Linked DNA regions of Sus scrofa: regions 2 and 3 are each linked to region 1. A link is a contact called in public HiChIP or PLAC-seq data. All regions are on one chromosome and are shown on one strand. Each heading gives the region's core, a stretch centred on a gene start, on an enhancer-like site or on the middle of the called end of the contact. The rest is flanking DNA. Distances are from core to core; before and after follow the strand shown. Region 1 has its middle 70 kb from the start of TRNAE-UUC. Region 2 has its middle 450 kb from the start of TRNAE-UUC. Region 3 has its middle 230 kb from the start of KLF4.

Evidence for each region. HiChIP or PLAC-seq counts read pairs in DNA pulled down with a chosen protein or histone mark.
Region 2: an H3K27ac HiChIP or PLAC-seq map of alveolar macrophages shows a contact between it and region 1. The contact joins two enhancer-like sites. A contact is called at or near these places in 1 of 47 Hi-C or Micro-C datasets (embryonic fibroblasts) and 2 of 2 datasets of contacts at active chromatin or transcription factors (alveolar macrophages and skeletal muscle).
Region 3: a contact with region 1 is called in an H3K27ac HiChIP or PLAC-seq map of alveolar macrophages. The contact joins two enhancer-like sites. A contact is called at or near these places in 1 of 47 Hi-C or Micro-C datasets (embryonic fibroblasts) and 1 of 2 datasets of contacts at active chromatin or transcription factors (alveolar macrophages).

What each region holds. Positions count from the first base shown.
Region 1 is chr1:249,605,674-249,608,373 of Sscrofa11.1, forward strand. No RefSeq gene overlaps it. Among named protein-coding and RNA genes, the nearest start is that of TRNAE-UUC, 70 kb to the left of the region's middle. Within about 2 kb of position 1,253, at least 7 of the 83 cell types and tissues checked have an H3K27ac peak or open chromatin away from gene starts, as enhancers often do. A contact at or near this core is called in alveolar macrophages and embryonic fibroblasts, where this site is marked.
Region 2 is chr1:249,088,971-249,091,670 of Sscrofa11.1, forward strand. No RefSeq gene overlaps it. Among named protein-coding and RNA genes, the nearest start is that of TRNAE-UUC, 450 kb to the right of the region's middle. Within about 2 kb of position 1,386, at least 8 of the 83 cell types and tissues checked have an H3K27ac peak or open chromatin away from gene starts, as enhancers often do. A contact at or near this core is called in alveolar macrophages and embryonic fibroblasts, where this site is marked.
Region 3 is chr1:248,840,051-248,842,750 of Sscrofa11.1, forward strand. No RefSeq gene overlaps it. Among named protein-coding and RNA genes, the nearest start is that of KLF4, 230 kb to the left of the region's middle. Within about 2 kb of position 1,366, at least 15 of the 83 cell types and tissues checked have an H3K27ac peak or open chromatin away from gene starts, as enhancers often do. A contact at or near this core is called in alveolar macrophages, where this site is marked.

The sequences.
Region 1 (2,700 bases), core at 3-2,502:
TTGAGAACATGGACTGTACCTTATCATCACCATGGGCCCCCAGGAATATAGCACAGAACATGGCATGGGGCAGGACCATATCCAATGGCCAATGAGTGAATTCATGAAATGGATGATGATGGAGAGGATATTCACCAGATCCAAATATTAACTCCCTTTACCTCTACAGCCTAAGAGTTTTACCAGAGAACTTTTGAAGACAAAATAGCAATTACATTGGCAACTGAAATAAACTTTAGTCCTACCCATGTATAATTTTTGATTTATTACAAATACATTACTCATCTAGAAGCTGAATTGCTTCATTCCATACTAGAATTTCAGTTCTCAAATAATCCTTTTGCTATTCTCATCAAGTGATCTCCCTCTCCAAAAAAAGTGACACTCCGAAGCCCTACTGAGGAGGGAGGACCTAAACTGTGAGCATATAGGGTAAGCGTTGAGCTAACCAAGAAAACAACACCTCTCATTCACAGGACATGAACTGAGCTACTTCTGAACAAGTGAGAAGGACCTTTTCTCCTACTCACATCTCTTCTTCCAAAGGACATTCCAAGACTTTGTCGATAGAACTACCTAAGAGAAGACATTTCCCTCCAGTAGTGAACTCCTCCATTAAATCTCTGGATAATGACAGAAGCAATTTGCAGATTAAAGTAACTCTCCTTTGGTGGTATGCCTTTTGATTCACGTAGCAGTGGATGAATCTTCAGTCTATGGGATTTTTTTTTTTCATCATCTGCTGATTCACTCAGAGATATTCTGAAGTTGTGCAATGGGCACACTGTAATCGCCTGCACTCAGGGAGCGGCAGAGGAGAGAGCACAGTGAGTCACAGACCACAAAGAAGCCCTGCCTGGCATGTTGGGCCCATTTGGCAAACCCAGAGGATGTAAAACTGACAGCGAGACAAGGAGCATCTTTGTTATTTGTCAACAAATTGCAGTAACCATTGCAGTCCTTGGCACCTTGAACTGGAGAGGCTTTGGAGGAAGAAATGGGGAGGCAAGTAAATAAGATGATGGAAAAATCCCATTTTCCAGATGACTGGCAATCAGATAGGTATGTCAACAAGAATTTTTATCTGGCCCTAATGACCTAGTTTTATCATGTTCAAGAAAATAAGAGAGTGTTCCTTTAGTGGCAGTGGGACCCTCAAATAGATATGAATAATCAACTGGCCTGGAAATGAAGACTTAAATATCTGGCTCTATTAACTAATAGCTGTGTGACTGTAACAGCCAGTCACATGGGCAAGTCAGGAGATATCTAAGCATCTAGTTTCACACATCTGTAAATGAGATTAATAATTGCCCTACCTAATCCATGGGATTATTGTAAGTATCAAACAAGACAATGAAAGTAAAACAGTTTGTAGCTAAAAGTTCAGTACAAATAATATTTTATCACCAATTTTTGGTACTAATAGATGTTATCCAAAAAATCAAATCCAGAAAGACTAAACAAAGGCTGATTAGATTGCATTAGGTCCATAGAAATAAATGCATTTATAAACTAATATGAAGCCATCAGACTATCTGCTGCTTATTACATATTCTACTTCCAACACGGAAAAAATACAGAAAATTGTCACTCTGGCCTCCCATGAGGGATTCAGCATCACTCCTTGTGACCTAACTAAGCCATCTTTCAGTCAACAGTTACTGCGCAACTCCTGCAGGCCAAACCCTTTGTTGGTCAATAGACATACAGACATAACCAAGATAGTTATGTTTCTTGCTCATGGTAGAATTGTGGCGAGAGACAAGTTATGGTTATTCAGCACACTGCATGTTACAGTAACTTGTATAAAAGCTATGGAAAATGAGAACAAAAGATAGAAATAGTCATTTCTACTTAAGCAATCAGGAAAGCTGCAAAGGGGAGGTGATTCTTGAACCAAGCCTTAAAAGAGAAGCTGGCATTCGCTAGGCAGATGGCAGCTGGGAAGAATTCCCAAGAGAGGAAATTGTGAGAGCAAATGCTTTAGTGTTTTGGGGGAATTGAAATTATCTGACCGGGGGAGGGAAGGGGAGAGTATTAGAGAAAGGTGAAGGGACAGGCAAGGATCATCATAAAAGCCTAAGTACAGGAGCTGACATCTACTCTGTAAGCAGTGGGGATTTAAGAAAACATTTTAAACTTGGATATGGCATGATTATATTTTCACTTTAGAAAAATCTCTTTTGTATATTTTGAGCATGGCATAGAGGAGAAAAGCCTAGAAGCTGGAAAGCCCACAAAAGAATGCTTTTACTGCTTATTTTATTATATAGCAGAAACCTTCTTTCAAGTCAAACCTTAAGTGGGATCTTAAAGAAATGAAACAAATAAAAGCAGAGCTGTTTTCGTAGAAGCAGGAGTCCAGGACCAGAAATCATGCTTACATGGCCTTCTTTCAGCCCCACAATAGCACCACCTGAGACCTTTAAAATCTTAAGGCTCTTAATATTGGAAAACGGTATGTGCCACTCTGTTCAGAAAATGAAAGTGGCCCAGGTGAGGGACAAATAAGAGCACAAATGTAGATAGGATCAAACCCACAGTTCCTGACAATGACTGGTTGCAGGGGACAAGGAGAAGAAATTCAGGAAGGACTGGCAGGGTCTGACAGGGACCGCTGAGTGGATGATGGTGCCCCTCACCACTGAGCAGCCAAGGAGAGTGAGCAGGTTTGAGGAGCATAAGGTCAGGTATGGC
Region 2 (2,700 bases), core at 136-2,635, 520 kb before region 1:
ATAGCGAAGTGAGTAATGTGGGGAAAGCCTGAGACTCAGAGACAAGGGATAAGGGGAGGTCCTGTAAGGTCTTTGAGGCCACTGTGAAATTGCTGTCAGGATACAATACTACGAAGTCTGAATGCCTAGGGAACTTGCATAGCTCAGATAGGGAAAAAATAGGGAGAAATAACAAAATCACAGTCCCTGCCTTCAAGAAGCTCACTGTGTGGTGGGAAAAGTACGTAAGTGTACATATAAGAATAATACACGTAATAAGTAGATAATGCAGTAGACAAAGACTGTGATGTCAGGGGGGAAAGGAAAATCTATGAGCCTATTTGGAGGAATCACAGAAGACTCCTTAGAGGAAAAGCATCCTACCCGAGCCAATGGGTTCAAGACAAGGATAAGATCGATGTACATTTTACATTACAGATGTGCTTGAGGACACTGGGGCTCCTAGGAGGTAGGTGGCTTGCTCCAATCACCCAGCACTCAGCCTCTAGTCCAGGCTACTTCCTACTTCAGAGCAGTCACCTCGCCCACATGCAGACGCAGTGGGAGTTCTGTTTGAAGTGACTCTTCCCTTCTAGGCCAGGGAATAAAGAGCTGTTGCTGAGCCTACCCTCCCTGCTTCTGACATTACTAGCTGCACGCAGTGGGAGCATCTCTCAATAGATACGCCCCCTTCAATAAAATCTAGACTGTGGACATTGTACAGATGACCCTGTGCAAATGAATTTCCCATGCTGGTAAATCCTAGAGCAGAACAAGGAAGATCTAAAATCAAACAAAAAAATATGTGAGTAATCTAATAAAGGATTCACTGGAAATTTAAGGTCTTCCAGGTCAGTAAACCAGAACATTGAAGTGTATTCTTAGTCGAGCAGAAAGTTTGCAAAAGTTGGTATTAGGCAGACCTGGGTTCATATCCAGGTTCAATCATTTGTTAGCTATGTGACCATGGGCCTGTTTTGCTTCTCTGTTACATGAGATCATAATATTTGCCTTTCCTATCACCTCCCAGCTCTCTTCTGAGGAGCATGGCTATGAAAGCATGCGGTAAACTGTAAAGTGCTGTACCCATGTTGCATGTCTCCATTCTAGAGGGGACATTTAAAAAAAACCAAAACTTGATTGGCTCATTTGATCAACATGACAAGTTTTTGCAATCTTTTTGAGTCCACAGCCTCTTTGTATGAGAAACTTAAAATCTCACAGAACTTCTTGCTAAAGCCTTCATGTTACAATTGATCAAAAAAGGACCCATTTACAACTGCATGGCAAAGTAGAGGCGAATCTGGGCTCGGATCCCCTGACTCATCTTTCAGGTCTCTTTCAAATAGACTACACAATGTGACTGATAGATCATGTGAGTGAAGGTTCTTCCTGCTCTGGCTGAGTCAGAGAGACAGGAAGTATTATTTCCTCCTGGGGCTCTTTCACTGGTAGCACCTTGCATTTCCTTCCACACCAAGTACTTGCCCTGCTTTTAAAAGCATTTCTTTTTTTTCATAAAACACAATTTATCAAGCACCTATTGGGTACTAGACTGACATAAGAGCTTTCATGAAAACTGCTCTCTTTAATTCTCTCAGTAACCCAGTGAGTTGTTAGTACTACCATTTTGCAGATGAGAAAACTAAGGCTCTGGGAGCTGGAGTGTCTCTCCCAAGATCATATGTTGGAGGCAGCAAAGGTGAGTCGGAACCCACCTCTGAAGGCACCATGCCTCACTGTCTTCCCACTTTACCTACACTGTATATGCCACTTTCCCTTTTAGCCTCTGGCAGAAGCTGGAAGTCTGGATAAGAAAAAATCTAATTAAAGAAAGCAATTGAAAAAAAAATAGACTTGAGGAGTAGAATTAACATCACAAATTAGATGTTGGGGATGACCTGATTTTTTCTTACAAATTATAAAAAATAGAGCTAACGATATTCTCCACATACACAGTCACTTTCATCTAATGCAGTTTCACAAGTACGATGCAGATGAATCATAGGTAGGATTTACGAGTGAGTCTAATATGTAGCAATGTGGGAGGGCCTATTAGAGATAGTGTCTATGTCATAACAGAGGCACTGAAATCAGAACTGCTTAAATCAGAGAACAGTTGGCAGATGTGAAGGAATTTTTTTTTTTTTTTTACTATTGTAAATATATCCAAGTATAAAGAAAAGAGTGAAAATCACCCAAGCTCAGCTATCTAGAAGCAATCACTCCTGATATTGTAGTACAGTTTTTCCTTTTTTGTCCTCAAACTTCGCTTTTTGAAAATATTAGGCAAAATTAGGCTGTACGTAAATGTATATATTTTGCTTTTGCACTTGGTGGTATTAGTATTATTTACTACGATATAAAACACACTTCAAAAATAATATTTAGTGGATAAATCATATTCCATTACTGGAATGAAAGAAAAACATATCAAAGAAATACCCTGGAGGGGTGAAAAATGAGGACAAAAACCAAATGTGGAAAAAGAAAAGGTGATATGGGTTCCAGGTTTTTGAAGCAAAAGATAAGGTCTTTGTGAGAGAAGATGGAATGAACTCTCTCATTTCAGGATCTCCGGCCTCCCCAGTTCTAGTTAACATTCTTGTGGTAACGGTTTGGTTGACTCAAACTGGCTGGGTGCCACAGTCTAGGGGTTGGTTAACTTTTTCTGTAAAGAGCCAGATAGTGAATAGCTTAGGTTTTGAGAGTTGTATGCTC
Region 3 (2,700 bases), core at 116-2,615, 770 kb before region 1:
GGGGGAACTTTCTGGGCAGCTACAGGGAGGAGGGAAAAGAATTCTAGGCAGAGACTCAAGCACGTGCAAAGGCACTGAGGTGTGAGACGGCAGGACATGACGTGCAAAGGCACTGAGGTGTGAGACGGCAGGACGTGACCGGGAATCAAAACTCTAGCTGGCGTGGTGTGGAGCAACAGGCAGGGAGTTTTAAATCTACAAGTGACCTGTAGCTCTTTGAGTTGTTTGGGGGCCTTGAATAATTTAGATAATTGCCACACATTCTCCTTTGGCTTCACATCAAAGTCACCCCTTCTTGGCAACTCCTGAAGTGGCTGAGGACGCTGGCTCAGGGCCACTTACCACCACCCCAGCTGGATGGCAGCAGGCCTGCTGCGGCCTCTGACGGCAGTGCCCTGAAGGTACTAACCACATTCCAGCCCTGGCTGCTCTCTGGTGCCGACAACCCCCCCAGGGCCTCCGCACCAGGGAGGGACAGCGATTTTAAAGGAGAAGGTAATTGGCTTTGTTTGGCGAGACTTCGCATAATAGGCTGTGCTCGTCACTTTAAATATTATCGCATTTGAGTCCCGCAGTCAGCTCAAGTGGAGGGCCTTGTCCGTCTGGCTTGTAGAAGAAACTTGGCCTTGTAAGGTTCCACCTGGCTCGTCCTGGGTCACAAGCCTGGCCAATGTTCCTTCCTCAGTCTGGCTTTTAGATTTCAATTAGATTCAAAATTGAGAGGCTTCATTGCTCATATGGGCACGTCTCATATTCCTTAAGTTTTAGGAGAAACTGAAACCCACCCTTGAGCCCATGGGTGGGCCTTTGGTTTTTCCTAGTCACCCCCCCGCCCAGGGACCTGGCTGGCACAACCATCTCTTGTGGCCTCTTTGCTTGGTCAAGTCATGTTACCTCTGTGGCCCCTTCCTGGCTAAGGAGCTCTGGTGACAGAAATGGTAGGTAGCTCCTTCTGTTTTTTTTTCATCCTGGCCTTTAACCCACAGAAGTCACAACTGGCTTTTGGACGAGGCTTCCCCAGAAGAAAGGGAGGAAGGACGTAAAGTATTCGAATGGGGAAGTGGTTCCACAAGGAGGGGAGGGGAGTGCGGGGGGAGCAGGGCTTCTGGGCAGGGGCAGAGGTCCTGGGGAGCCAGGCTGAAGGCAGCAGGAGGCTGGAGGAGCAGGGCAGAGGTGGGGTGGGTGCCGAGAGTGGATATGCTCCCAGGGCAAGGGCGCAGGAGCAGATGAGGAGGCGGAGGCTGGGATGGAGCCCCGGGAGCAGGAAGTCAGCGAGGAGCAGTGGCCGATGGGGTGTTTTGGTTCTGCTTTCAGAAGCACAGCAGTGGTTTGGCTGCAACATTCAAAGACCTGAAAATATGGAAGCAGGCTCTGGGGAAGAGGAGCACTGAGAATAGCAGCCGTGAATACGGGAAGTGCTGAGCCCAGGGCTCTTTGGAGGAGCTGTGGCTTCGTTCTGGAGCCTGTTAGTCTCTACAAAGAGGACACTCAGTTCCGAACTGCCCCCCCCCGGGGCCGGCCTGCAAGGTGGCAAGGGTCACCCAGCTGGTTCTCTCAGTCTTTTGCCCAATATCTTCAATCCAGACTTGTCTGTCTCCGCTCACTATATTTTGCACATCTTAAGGGGCCATGAAAGGAAAAGTTCATGTTAATCATACTGAAGATGTGTTCACTCGGCATGATTTATTGAGAACTGATGTGTGCCCCGTTCTCGAATTCAAGGATGAACTGGAACTCACTGCCTGATGTCATTATATGGTATCGTGTGACCAGCAGCATAAAGAGGCACATACACAGAGCTCTGGAGCCCGGAGAGGAGAGAGACTGAGGGCCCTGAAAGAGCCAAGATCATCTTTCCAATGGGTTTGCAAAGCGTGCACGTGAACTTGACCAAGAGGAAAGCAAAGGGCGGGTGAGGCAGAAGGGCTGCATGTGCTGGGAGGAGATGAAGAGTTGGGCACAACGGGGGAAGAGTCAGGAGTGGACAAAGGTGAAGCCAGGAAGATACAGGGGCACGGACAGCAGGCTTGGGAACTTGAATTTTACGCCATAATAGTGGATGGTTTTTATGCAAATGTTAGATGGGATCTTAGTACTATATTTCAGAATACTAAATTTATGATAGGTATGATAAATAATAACATTAATTACAAATGATGATGGTGACGGAAATACAAATAGCAAGTCTCTTCATCATATGTCAGTGGTGATGGGATGTCACTCCCATGATTAGGTGGTATATATAAACATCCGTCTTAGTGAACTAGAGGCAGAGATTCTTCTGCTAGCCCCGAGGAAACAAACTACCATATTGTGAACTGCCTGTGGAGAGGGCCACGTGCCAGGGATCTGGGGGCAGATTCTGGGATCTGTGTTGGCCTCCAGCCAACAAAGGCTAGGGTCCTCAGTCACACACTGCCAAGGAAATGAATTCTGTCAACCATCTGAATGGGCTTGGAAGCAAAACCTTCTCTAGTCGAACCTCCAGATGAGAACATAACCCAGTCAGCACTTTGAGTGAAGCCTTGGAAGATGCTAAGCAGAGCTGAGTCATGCTGGGACCCAAGCAAACTGTCATAGAAATAAATGCATGTGTTTGTTTTAAGCTGCTGGTTTTGTGTTGGTTTGTTACAGAGCAATAAATAACACAGGGTCCTCTAACAAGTAAGCAGCTTGGGAATCTGCTTCTAGGAAAGTGTA